2 separate regions of the Mus musculus genome follow, and region 2 is linked to region 1. A link is a contact called in public Hi-C data. All regions are on one chromosome and are shown on one strand. Each heading gives the region's core, a stretch centred on a gene start, on an enhancer-like site or on the middle of the called end of the contact. The rest is flanking DNA. Distances are from core to core; before and after follow the strand shown. Region 1 has its middle 3.7 kb from the start of Gm32382. Region 2 overlaps Uggt2 (UDP-glucose glycoprotein glucosyltransferase 2).

What was found. Hi-C and Micro-C count contacts between places; a contact is called where the count stands out from the background.
Region 2: a Hi-C map of CD8 T cells shows a contact between it and region 1, with 2.6 times the contacts expected there. The contact joins two enhancer-like sites. A contact is called at or near these places in 8 of 484 Hi-C or Micro-C datasets (B cells, CD8 T cells, DN3 thymocytes and 5 more) and 3 of 9 other capture datasets (adipose tissue, liver and pancreatic islet).

The regions. Positions count from the first base shown.
Region 1 is chr14:118,820,780-118,827,208 of GRCm38.p6, reverse strand. It overlaps a transcript of Cldn10 not described here. Among named protein-coding and RNA genes, the nearest start is that of Gm32382, 3.7 kb to the right of the region's middle. Within about 2 kb of position 3,423, at least 22 of the 459 cell types and tissues checked have an H3K27ac peak or open chromatin away from gene starts, as enhancers often do. A contact at or near this core is called in CD8 T cells, where this site is marked.
Region 2 is chr14:119,004,583-119,011,728 of GRCm38.p6, reverse strand. Uggt2 (UDP-glucose glycoprotein glucosyltransferase 2) reads left to right here. Exons shown (of 39, transcript NM_001081252.2): 32 at 2,635-2,730; 33 at 3,582-3,666; 34 at 4,402-4,584. Among named protein-coding and RNA genes, the nearest start is that of Dnajc3, 70 kb to the right of the region's middle. Within about 2 kb of position 4,493, at least 375 of the 459 cell types and tissues checked have an H3K27ac peak or open chromatin away from gene starts, as enhancers often do. A contact at or near this core is called in CD8 T cells, where this site is marked.

The DNA of each region.
Region 1 (6,429 bases), core at 2,174-4,673:
TTAATGTTTAGGCACTTTTCATTCTCCGGGTCTTTAACACACCAATAGCTGTCTTACTACCATTGATTTGAACATGGGGGACTTAAACCTGACTAATTTGCTTCAGGTAGCGGGGCAGTCAAAAATAGAGGTAGGTCTCTCACAAGTCACCATCATATCTTTCTTAACACAATTTACATCTATGGCCATAGCACTTGAATGCACCTGCTCCCATCTGACCTCAGAAGCCAAGCAGAGTTGGGCCTGGTTGGCGCTTGGATGGGAGACAGTACTTTTATGAGTTACCAGCCCTTAAAGATCCCTTTGCTGTGCAACAGACACTTCACATGATAGTAAACACGGTTCTAATAGTAGACAAAGGGTACGTTTTTACATATATATATATATATATATATATATATATATATATATGTCACACCAAGTATGCAGGGCCCAGAAAAGACATAGGAAAACTGAGCAAGCTTCCAATAAGCTAACAACAACCAAATGCTCGAGAATCCCTTGAAAGCTAGTCATGGAGACCTGCAATGCTGCCAGCACTAGGAAGGCAGAAGTGGAGAGATTGTTGCAAGCTCCAGGCCAGAAGGGAGTTCTCGTGTGTGTGTGTGTGTGTGTGTGTGTGTGTGTGGTCAAGTGAGATAATCCTCTTAACTAAACACTGTAATTTGCACTGGTCTAGAGGCCAAGTACGAAGATTTGCAAAGGGGGAAGTACGGGACATATCCTCCCTCGAACACTGATGTGCACTCAGAGGGCTCAGGGCACCCACAGGCGACCTGAGAGGAGCTATGCTAAGTGTGACGCTGGTGACTGTGTGGCTTGACCGGCAAGGGGAAGACTGACCATGTGAACCTCACAGGTAAAGATGCCCAAATGTCCCCCATTGCAAACTGTCCTAGGTTGTAAGTCAGTGGGTAGGAAGGACCCTGTCGTCATCAAATGCGGTGCCTCTCTCTTTCAGAACTAGTCACGCGCCACAACCTGCTTGCAGAAGAGCTTAGGAGTCTCTCCACTGTCAGGTCAGCGATGCAATCAGTATGGTGGCAGATTGGAACACTGAAGTAGAAGTGTTTACCCTAGAGACACCGGCAACACAAACGTGAGAAGTCTCTCTCCCCTCGACCCTCACCTCCCGACCCCCCCCCCCCACCCCGTCACGCACTTACTAGTCACAAAACATTTTCCAGCTCACCTGGAAGATGGGCACTTGACAATAATGGAACCATGCTGACCGTTGCATGTGAGGAAGGTCGATTATACACGGGGAGAAGAGCGGATAACAAGACAGAAAGCAGTAGGGGCAAAGCCAATAAACAACAATGACCATCAGAAAGGCCGCCCAGGACCCTCTGTGAGGAAGGCTGGTGGAGAGGCCTCAAATCACCTCATTTGTAGCTTTAGGAGAAAGTAGAGTTGCTTAGAGCTATCTGAGACCAAATTAGGTTAGAAAATGTCTGGTTACTGGGGCTAAAGAGATGGTTCAGGGGTTGAGAGTGCTTGCTGTACTTACAGAGGACCTAGGTTTGAGTTCTAGCACCCACACAATGGAAATTCTCGAGCATGAATGTGGTATATATTCATACATATAAAGCAAATCTAGAAGAATCAGGCTCTCTCTTTACATTATCATCAAGCTAAAGTGATCATACTTCTGCTATTTGATCAATCTCTTATTTCTTTGTTTGGAGCAGGTCTAAAATGACTCTGATAGAATTTTGGCCCAGATGGAAGACACTTTTACCTTTTACTTAGACTATCAATGATGACTTCTTTATAATCTAATTTTGTGGTGGGTGTCAGGTCCAGTCTCCTAGCCCAGTTCTCTGCCAAGGTATGAAGGTTCCCCTTTAACTGGTGGTCGAATTTCATATACCTGTGTCTTAGGGTTTCTTTTGCTGCGACAAAACACCATGACCAAAAAGCAAGTTGGGGAGGAAAGGGTTTATTCAGCTTATATCTCCACATTGTTCATCATTGACAGGAAATTAACAGGGCAGGATCCTGGAGGCAGGAGCTAATGCAGAGGCCATGGAGGGTGCTGCTTACTGGCTTGCTTTCCCTGCTTGCTCAGCCTGCTTTCTTATAGAACCCAGGACCACCAGCCCAGGAATGGCACCACCCACAATGGGCTAGGACCTCCCCCACTGATCACTAATTGAGAAATTTATACACACACACACACACACACACACACACACACACACATTAATATCTGGGCAATTGCTTGTTATGGACTTGATTGTCCCTATAGCTGGGGTCTCCTATAGCTTGAGATCACAGCATTACATACAGTATGGAAGTTATGCAGTATGTGTTTGTCTTTCTAATGTGTGTCTCCAAAGATGTAGAGACTTGGATGATGAAGACGAAATAGTTTGTGTCCGGCCATCCTAACAGCACTGAGGTGAAGAGAGATGCAGCGTAAAGGCGAGGTGGCTGCTCCCTGCAAGGATGCTGATGGAGGCCGCAGGTCAGGCAGCTTCAACAGTCACGTGACTGGGGTAGAGAGGTAGGAAGTCGTCAGCAAGGCTAACGAGCATTTAGATCAGATGTGCTAGACACTTCGCACATGCTTCATTTCCATTATTACTAAATTACTACTCAATTAAATGGGATTATCTCCTCTAAAATGACAACTAAAGTAGTCACTGACAAGACAGATGAAAATCTAGCTTTGGGATATCTTGAAAGTGGCAAAATATTCCAATATAATAATAGTTAACAGTGGTGTAGGCAGATCCTATCTTCTGTGCTAGCCAAACAGAAGAGGTCTCAAAATTGTTGATTGTGACTGGTGACATACTTTTATAAACATACCATATAGATTCCCAAAGAGTTTTTAAATTTTTTTAGTTTATATTACTACAAGTGGATATTTTGCTTGCATGTATGTGTGTGTACCAATTATATGCCTGGTGCCCACGGTCCTCCAGACAGTTGTGAGCTGTCATGTGGACACTGGGAATTGAACCTGGGACCTCTGGAAGAGTAGCCAGTGCTCTTAACCATTAAGCCATCTGTCTTGCCCATACCAGAGACTTCTTAAATTGTACAACCTAGCACTCATAGATTAAGGATAAACCAAATGTGGTATCTGCCTACCATGAACTATTAAAGAGAAAAAAAAAAAAAAAAACCTCCTGACATCTGATACAAGTGTGGTGACCCTTGAGGACCTTATGCTATGTGAAAAGCCATTTGCAGCAAGACAGATACTGTGTGGTTTTGCCAGGCTAGGAAACTCATGATGGCAGAAAGAGAAATGGGAGTGGATATGGGGAGGTTTTCTTGGGAGCAGTTTCTGTTTTGTGAGGTAAAAGCTTGCGGAGCCTGGTTGGACAACAGTCTGAAATCCTTCCCAGTCTGAGCTCCCGCTTGGTTACTGTGATGCACAAGTTGCTTTGCTTGTTGCAATAACCAAACACCTGGCGAGAAACACCTCAAGGAAAGGAATTCAAGGGTGAAGCTCAGCCAGGCGGTGGTGGTGCACGCCTTTAATCCCAGCACTCGGGAGGCAGAGGCAGGCGGATTTCTGAGTTTGAGGCCAGCCTGGTCTACAGAGTGAGTTCCAGGACAGCCAGGCGGCCATACAGAGAAACACTATCTCAAAAAAAAAAAAAAAATATATATATCAAGGGTAAAGTTCACTCTGGCAGGAAGTGTGAGTCATGTTGTATCCACAAAGCAGAGACAGAGAGCGCATGTGTTCAGCTCCTTTTCATTCACTGTGAGACCATAACGAGCAGATGCTGCTGCTTACCTCAGGGTGGGTCTCTTTCTCTTTTTCTGGAAACACCCTCAGAAGCTTGGCTCCTGGCTGACTCCAAATGCAGTCAAATTCACAACGAAGCCACCATAGATGGTCATTTCTACATGTATTTTCCTATTTAATTACAACTGATTATATATATATATATATATATATATATATATATATGTATATATATATATATATATATATATATATATATATATATATATATAAAAGAGTTCATGCCGCCCTTTAACACTATGGCTCCTCCGCCTGTCCTGCACTCTCTAGTTTTTATTCTCCTGATGTATTTTCTACTGAGTAGCTGTTTGAAGAGAATTTGAGGTAAGGAGGATGTTGAGTGTCTGAGGTAATGAGAAGATGGAGTTTGGCACTCTTGCTCCTGGGTGGATTTCCTAACAATGCGCTGGAGATTCTGGGAACAAGAGCTGGAGGGTACACTCCAGGGCAGGACTGCCTCTGGCTGTGGCTTCACCCTTTCAATTTCTCAGTAAATACCTACCTTCATCTCTCTTCAAGTGCTCTAAGGATCAGCACAAAGGAGCTGGGGTTTTTTGAAGTTAATAGACTGAAAAGTGTTGGCCCTGAATGGCGTTTAAAATCATCTTGAATCCTAGTTCTTTCTCGCCTGGCTTTAAAAATATATTCATTCATATTTCATCAACTCAGTTTTCTTAATCTTGAGGAGCAATGCCATTATTGTTAATTATTATTATTAAAGATTTCCTTCTCTCCTGATTGATTTTGTTTTCTTCAGAGTCCCTCTCCTAGGACTCAGCTGACTGGCTTCTTTTGAGAGAAAACCATTTGGCAACTTGTTCTTTGGTTGTGAAAGTACTGGACAGATTTTAAGCCCTTGGATTTCCTGACTGGCCCTGGTCCCTTGCTGCCTAAACAAAGGGACCCTTCCAACCCTTAAGCGTGCAGGGGACATTGCATTGAGTGTTCACTGCCCTGGGATTAGTTGGAGAGGCAGACACAGGTGGGTCCTCTCCACGGTCACTCAAAGAGGCTCTTTCAGGAGTCTCAATGTGCAAACAGAACAGGGAAGGTGGGCCAGTCGGCTAGTCTCCTGTGCAGCCGGCGATTGTCCCTTCCACAATGAGAGCTCTTCTCTCTGCAGGCCTGTGGGGCTGGCACAGTGGTTTGTTTGGTCCTGAGAGAAGTGGCCCCTTGCTTCTTCAGCCCATCCACACTGCTTCCAATCTCTGGTACACATTTGCTACACCTGTCAATTTTGCCCACCCTGTCGGACTACCCTCTAGAAGCCTCTGACTTAAAATCAGGCTCCACGGTGGCATGAATGTAGCATCCACTATGCCACTCACCGAAAGTAAACCTTGCGGGTTACTGTCACTCATGATCAATGCTACCATTTTCTGATATTCACCAACAATTGATACAGTGGGTTGTTTAACTAAACAGTTACTAAATAACAACAGTTCACAATTACAGCTCACTGCTCAGAGCTAGCCCTGCCTTACATTGTATTACTCTGTTCCCATGCATGCAATATCTGCATGCTACTCTGTAAGGTGGGAGCTGATGTTATGCTGTTTTCCTGCTGAGGGGGAGAGCCAGGCATGCAGAAACAGAAGCCTGAAGAGGGGCAGCAGGGAGATGGAGTTTGGTATTCTGTTTTTTTGGTTTGTTTGGTTTTTTGGTTTTAATTCTTCACCTGAATTCAGTTAGCATCTATAAATGTAGGCGCCTCACCAGCAGCCAGCCTGAATCATGTGACTGAGCTCTTGCTTTCTCGTGGGATGGAAGTGTCCAGCAGAGTTAGTTGAAGATATAAAGGTTTGGTAGCTGAGACCAAGAGGAGAGAGAAATGTCTACAGTTCCCAAGAAAGACAGACATAGTCTGTGTCAATAGGCTAGACAAACACCATCAAAGGGAAGAGTCAAGGATGTGTGATGGCTGAGGAGGTGGACGGGTAAACTGAAAGCTATCAGGAAGCTGTGTTTGGACTGAGACTGCCGAGAGATATACTTAAGGAACAGAGTTTAGGGCTCTCTCTAGATGGCTGGAGGACCTCATTCTAAGAGCAGAAAGGGGGCTGGAGAGATGGCTCCAGGTCTAAGAGCCCATATTGCTCTTATCAAAAACCTGAGTTTGGTTCCCAGTTCACAAACACCCGAGGACACTTGGGGACCTGTACCGGTTTGTTTATTTTTGTCAACTTGACCCAAGTTGGGGGTCATTTGAAGAGGAAACCTCAATTGAGACATTCTCTCCATAAGACTGGTCTGTGGGCAAGCCTGAAGGGGCATTTTCTTGATTAATGATTGCCCATGGGGTGGAGGTTGGGCACTCACTGTGGGTGGTCCTATCTCTGGGCACATGTTGCTGATCGGTGTAAGAAAGGCAGCTGAAGGTGAACCCACGAGCAAGCCAGTAAGCTGTCTGCAGCTCCTGCCCTGACGGACTGTCTGCAGCTCTGTCTGCAGCTCCTGCCCTGACGGACTGTCTGCAGCTCCTGCCCTGACTGGCTGTAAGTTGCAAGATGAAGTAAACCCTTTCCAGTCCAAATTGCTTCTGGTTGTGTTTATTACAGCAGTAGAAAGCAAACTATAAACAGGATCCAATACCTTTTGCTGGGCTCTGCTGTCACCAGTGCCCACACACCCTTGCACGTGGGCATGCACACGTGCAC
Region 2 (7,146 bases), core at 3,244-5,743, 180 kb before region 1:
CTTTTCTAATTTTGTTCTGTTGCTGTGAAAATGCCGTAATCAAGACTTCAGGAAGGAAAGGGTTTATTTTCTATGACTGCCAGGCCCCAGTCTGTCACTGAAGGAGGGCAGGGCAGGAGCTCAACCAGAAATGTGAGGCTGAAACCATGGAGGAGTGCAGCTGGCTGGCTTATGTTTATGTTAGCCAGCCTCAGGGCTTCCTGTGTAGGGGATGATGCTGCCCACAGTGGGCAGGGCAGGAGCTCAACCAGAAATGTGAGGCTGAAACCATGGAGGAGTGCAGCTGGCTGGCTTATGTTTATGTTAGCCAGCCTCAGGGCTTCCTGTGTAGGGGATGATGCTGCCCACAGTGGGCTGGGCCTGTTTACATCAAGTAATAATCAAGGTTGTACCGCATAGGCATTCCCACAGGCCAATCCTTCAACTGAGACTCTCTTCATAGGATGACTATAGTCTATGACAAATTCACAGTTAAAGCTAACTAAAACAGAACTTCCTTTGAGTTTATAAATGTCAACTTTTTGTCATCTTGATCAAAGATAAGAAACTTTAAGCCAAATAGATTGAGTATCCTAAATAAATTTTGTTGTCACACAGTTAGAACACTTCCACCATATTGGATTTGGCCCAGTTTGTGCCTCTTTTTCTAGCCTATTCTGTTAATTAAAATCGACTTACTCTACCATGTAGCAATGTTTTCTTCAGAAAATTACAGAAAAAAAAAAGATTTACAAAATACTGGTATAATAATTTTTACTTACCAGAATATTTTTAAATTTAACTTTTTATTATTTTATGTATGTGGGTATTTGGCCTCTGTGTATATCTGTACACTATGTGTATCCTTGAAAAGGCCAGCACAGGGCATTGGGTCCCCTGGAAGTGGAGTTAGAGGCACTTGTCACTTGCCCTGTGGATGCTGGGAACTGAACCTGGGTCTGCTGCCAGAGTAGCCAAGGCTGTTAAATGCTGAGATGTCTTTCTAACCCCAACAAAAATATTTTTTATAAAAGAAGTCATTTTCAAATCTTAGTCACTATAAGTGATATATATGCTTATATAACTTAGATTTTTAATTATATAACAATCAGCATTAATTATATATATCACGGATATCCCACATTAAGTTCTTTTGTTTCTTTCTTTTTTTTTTGGCAATTTTTTTGTCTGCTTCTCTGGTTACTATCATTTTCTTTTATTTGTTCGTTTGTTTCCTTTTATTGGAAATAGTTTTCCCCCTCGAATTCTGATCATGGTTCCCCTCCTTCTACTCCTCCCACTATCACCCCTCCTCCTGTCCCATCTGACCTACTCCATTTCTGTCTCTCATTAGAAAACAAACAGGCTTCTGAGGGAAAATAAAATAAGGTAAAACAAAAACTAACTCACAGGAACTGGACAAAACCAACAGCCAGGCAGAGAGCCCAAGAGCAGTCACAAGGAACAGTTTGGTGACACACACAGGCGCCCATAAAGGCAGTAAACTGGAAGCCATAACATATGCACAGAGACACACGCAGGCTGTGTGTGCTGCCGCTGCCTCTGTGAGCTCACAGGCGCTCTGCTCGTGTTGATTCGAAGGCCTGCTTTCTTAGTGTCCTCCATCCTCTCTGGCTCTGACACTCTTTCTTTTCTTTTCAGACAAGTTCTCTCACTCACTGAGTGGCAAAGGCAGGCCTTGAACTCATGGCCTAAGCAGTCACTTTAAACAACAAAAAGAAAAGTGTGTGTGAAGAAAGAGTGTGTGCCACAGGTGTGCAGTGTACTCAGCGGGCAGTGAGGGAGTCAGATTCCGAGAGGCTGGAGTTAGGGGTGATTGTAAGCTGTGCAGTGTGGAAGCTGAACTTACACTCTAGAAAAGCAGGGCTGCCAGCAGCCCACCAGTAGTAACTTTAGTGTGAGGTACAACTGTGTCATGTACAAAGTCAGTGTCACACAGCCATGTCAGTGTCACACACCCATCCATCAGTCCAATGGGCCTGCTCTGCTGCCGCTCACCTTGTTTTCTGAGATGGTTGCTTACTGAGTGCAACCATCCATTAACACTGTGTGCTAGACTTGCCAGCACCAAGTCCCCAGGATTCTGCTTTCCTCTGCCTAGCCCTGGGATCCCATCGCTTGACCTGGGCAGGGTTCCACAGAGCAGGCCCTGTGCTCAGTGAATCTTTTTCTGGACCTCTGCAGGCATGTTACATAGTGTTTTAGAGGTGCATGCTTCATGACCAACATCCACACTCCTACTGGAAACCCAGAAACCCTGTTGTCCATGACTGACACTTCTGCTTAATGTATTGTTGCTTCCCACACTATTGGTCATTTAAGATCCAGCACACGAGGTATGAACATGGCAGGCTGTACTTCATTCTTGATTCTCAAAAGAACTCTTAGAAGTCACAAAACTTTATGTAACTATGGAAAATGGAAAAAGTTTAATTTCATTCCATGTCTACAAAAGCTCACAGAGCTCAAATGATACCCCCAACATTTAACATACTATAATATAAATATCTCACAACTGTCAGCACAGATGGCTATTCAATGTAATGGTGTTTTGATGCATATTATTTACATGTTACAGTTATAATATATACTAATAAATGCTAATAATTCACTGTCATGTATTTCTATTACAAGCTTCACAAAAAGTCTGCATAAAGATGAGAAAAAGGAAAATGACATCCTGAACATTTTTTCAGTTGCTTCTGGCCATTTATATGAGCGTTTTCTAAGGTAGGTGAGAAGGTTCTCATAGTTTCAGAAAGTTACACATTTACACAGATCGGAATTCAGCAAAATGAAAGAATGAACCTCAAAAGGAAATAAACTTTTTTTCCCGTTTCTGCCAAAGTATTAGCTTATTTTCATACCCGCCATTATTATTATTTATTATTATTATTATTTATATTCTCTGCCAAAGGCCCCTGGAGGAGCAAATCCACTGGGTTTGTGCGTTCTTCTTGCCTAAATGTTAACAAGGTATACACCAGTGAGCAGCTTGCTTTTTACATGTAAGTTTTAAAATACATTTAAATTTTATTAATTTGATTTGATTTAGAATAGTTTTAATTAATGTTAGAAATGCGTTGAATTTAACAAGATAATGAGAAAAAATATATATTGTAAATTTTCCTTTCCCATGAAGGAATATCATATTTGGAAAAAGAACGAAGTCAGTGGAGAAGAAGAAGATGGTATTCAGAATTTAAAGAATATTTTTAAGAGTTTATATAAAGGACCACAAAGAATGCCTCAGAGATATTTCAGTTCTGATCCTGGTGCTTTAGAGAGCACTTTCAGGGGCGCGCCTCTCTCCTTCACTGAAAGGCCTGGGTAAAGCAACCACATGGCAGAGTCCCAGAATGCACCAGTCCCTTCTCTTCTGAAAGCCTTGTATTGATCACACAGTGGCTCTGTGATATTTGCACCCTTACATCCTTATGCACTGCCTATTGTCACAGCCATAATGTCTGAAGGTGTTTTAGTTTACCTCTACATATTTCACAATGTGTATTCATAAGTCATCATTTAAAGGCCTCTGAATATAAGTTACCCTGTATTTGTCTCCATGTCCTTTGACTTAGGATTATGATGCTTTCTGTTCTGCGGAACACCGAAACTCCCGTGAAGTTCTGGTTTCTGAAGAATTACCTCTCGCCAACATTTAAAGTAAGCACATGGCTATTTTACAATGTGGCTAAAGCTTGATACTAATTTCTTTGTTACCATTGTAATCTCTGAAAACATTTCCCTTTTCAATGTGAGGTTTTTAAATGTGTATTTGCCAAATAGGGCATGGGAGTGGAAAACACATGGACTGAGATGACACAATACAGGATCCGTCCTAGCAGATGCTATCACTAATTAGAAAAACCATTCTCTGGATAAAAACCTTGCAGCACTTCATGGCAAAAGTAATGCCTCTTCAAAACGGGGTTTTCCTTTCTGGTTTGCTTTTTCTCTCTGTTTCTTCTTCGTACGGTGCTTTCGTGCATAACATAAACACTGGTGAGTGCGCAGGTGTAAGCCTGTAGCTTTGCTCTGTTCACAGTAGCCAGGCCCTCCCTCCAGCCAGAAGGTCATTGGCCTAACTACCTGTCTGTCTCAGTTCCTGAGGAGTCTGTTTGGGGAAGCAAGGCAGCAAGCAGTGGGCGTGAGCTGGAGCAGGAGGCTGAGCCACAAGCTTGAAGCAGTCTTTCAACACTCTCAAAGCCCGCCTCCAGTGACGTACTTCCTCCAACAGACACGTCTGCTGCCGCTCCCTCCCCTTCCTCCTTCACACACTCCCTTTCAGCTTGGGAACAAGTTTATTAGAATAGTATTTAAGCAGTTTTCAGTTTCTTTATAATGATTTATAGTAAGCTTCTTCTAAAATGTATTGTTTGATTTGTTATATGTGTCTAGGAGGTAATTCCTCACATGGCTAAGGAATATGGATTCCAGTATGAGCTTGTGCAGTATAAGTGGCCCCACTGGCTTCATCAACAGACTGACAAGCAGCGAATCATTTGGGGTTACAAAATCCTTTTCCTTGATGTCCTTTTCCCACTGGCTGTGGACAAAGTCATATTTGTTGATGCTGACCAGGTAACAAGAGCGATTACTTTTTACTAAAGCTTGCTTTGCATCTAACTGAACATGAACATGAGGATTTGCATTGCTCATTGATTGTCACTGTTAGTTTTTAGACATACACGACACGACATTTTTTATATCCACTAAGAACCTGGAGTTTAAAAACACACTAGCAGAGCGTGCGCAGACGGGAAAGTGTGACAAGAAGTACCGTCTGCGTACAACATGGCAGTTCCTATCTGAAACAGCCATTATTATTATTGTATAATTTGGCAAGTAAAACTAAGACATGTGTACATTATTCGTTATAAAAACAGTTCCATGCACCTGCGCGGGTACGCACGGGTTCCGCGCACCTGCGCGGGCACGCACGGGTTCCGCGCACCTGCGCGGGCACGCACGGGTTCCGCGCACCTGCGCGGGCACGCACGGGTTCCGCGCACCTGCGCGGGCACGCACGGGTTCCGCGCACCTGCGCGGGTATGCACAGGTTCCATGCACCTGCGTGGGTATGCACGGGTTCCGCGCACCTGCGCGGGTATGCACGGGTTTTCCTCTAGCTGCTGACTTGCTGGGAAGGTTAGCGGTGAGTGGTGAGTGTGGCCCTTCTCTCCTGCGTCCACCATCAACAGTGAAACCATCAAGTTTCCATCTGTCCATGACTTACTTAGGAAAGGCTCTAAATTTAGCTGGAGATAATGAAAAGCCACCTTCATTTCCAAATCTGTATGTATAGAATTATTAGCTCATTTCAGGATATTTGTCATCAGTAATCATGAAAATATTTGACAAGTGTACAGAATTTCTAATGCAGGAATACTTAAGTGTTCGTGTATATAAAGTGAATTCACAGGATATAAACGACATATCAAGGACAAAGGTGTATTTTCAGGTTTTATATTAGAATTTGCTGATAAGCATGGAGTGGAGATGGGGGCAGCTTTTTTTCTAAGTCCAGCACTGCAGAGAGTGAGGCAGGAGGATGAGGAGCTCAGTGCAGAAGCACGAATGAGGCCACCTGGAAACAAAAGCCAACCGGGAGGAAAAGACGGCAGAGAAGAGAGCAGGGCCCTTGCCTGGGTGAAGTCTAAGCCACTGCCGTCTGAGCTCTGAGGCCAGAGACTATTTATCACCTCATTGTAGAACAGCAGGGGACTAAATGCAAAAATTTATTGCTGGGCTCCTTACTCTGGTGAGTCAGCAGCCAGAAGCCTCTCTGGCTAAGCTGGTTAACTCTTTGTGAACCACAGAGGAAGGAAAGGAAAAGAATTAAGATGCTGGGGCTGGTGAGATGGCTCAGTGGGTAAGAGCACCCGACTGCTCTTCCGAAGGTCAGGAGTTCAAATCCCAGCAACCACATGGTGGCTCACAACCATCTGTAACAAGATCTGACTCCCTCTTCTGGAGTGTCTGAAGACAGCTACAGTGTACTTACATTAATAAAATAAATAAATCTTTAAAAAAAAAAAAGAATTAAGATGCTGTATACAGGCAAATGTACACAGACGCATATACATTCAAACATTCATATACCCACACTCTGGCCGGGCCCAACTCTTTGTCACAATCAACTCCGAAAATATTCATGCATGCTTACATACGTGCATATGTACCTGCACACATGCATATAAACAGACATACACATTTGGATGGATGGATGGATGGATGGATGGATGGATAGGGCAAAACTCCCCAAGCCAAACTATTCATTCAACTAACAACTTTATTTCATTTCTCTGGCCTTATTATACTTTTAAAAATATTAATAATTTTATTAGATATTTTCTTTATTTACATTTCAAATGTTATTCCCTTTTCTGGTTTCCCCTCCAAAACCCCCCTATCTCTCCCCCTTACCCTGATCACTAACCCACCCACTCCTGCTTCCTGGCCCAGGCATTTCCCTACACTGGGGCATAGAGTCTTCACAGGACCAAGGACCTTGCCTCCCACTGATGACTGACAAGGCTATCTTCTATTACATATGCAGCTAGAACCATGGGTCTTTCCATGTGTACTCTTTGGTTGGTGATTTAGTCCCCAGGAGCTCTGGGGGTACTGGTTAGTTCATGTTGTTGTTCCTCCTATGGGGCTGCAAACCCCATCAGCTCCTTGGGTCCTTTCCCTGGCTCCTCCACTGGGGACCCGGTGCACAGTCCAGTGGATGGTGATTCCTCCAGAACTTCTTTTATTCTTGAGAAGAGTTTTTGCTATCCTAGGTTTTTTGTTATTTCAGATGAATTTGCAAATTGCCCTTTCTAACTCAGTGAAGAATTGAGTTGGAATTTTGATGGGGATTGCATTGAATCTATAGATTACTTTTGGCAGGATAGCCATTTTGACTATATTAATCCTGCCAATCCATGAGCATGGGAGATCTTTCCATCTTCTGAGATCTTCGATTTCTTTTTTCAGAGACTTGAAGTTCTTATACAGATCTCTCACTTCTTTAGTTAGAGTCACAACAAGGTATTTTATATTATTTGTGTCTATTGTGAAGGGTGTCGTTTCCCTAATTTCTTTCTCAGCCTGTTTATTCTTTGTGTAGAGAAAGGCCATTGACTTGTTTGAGTT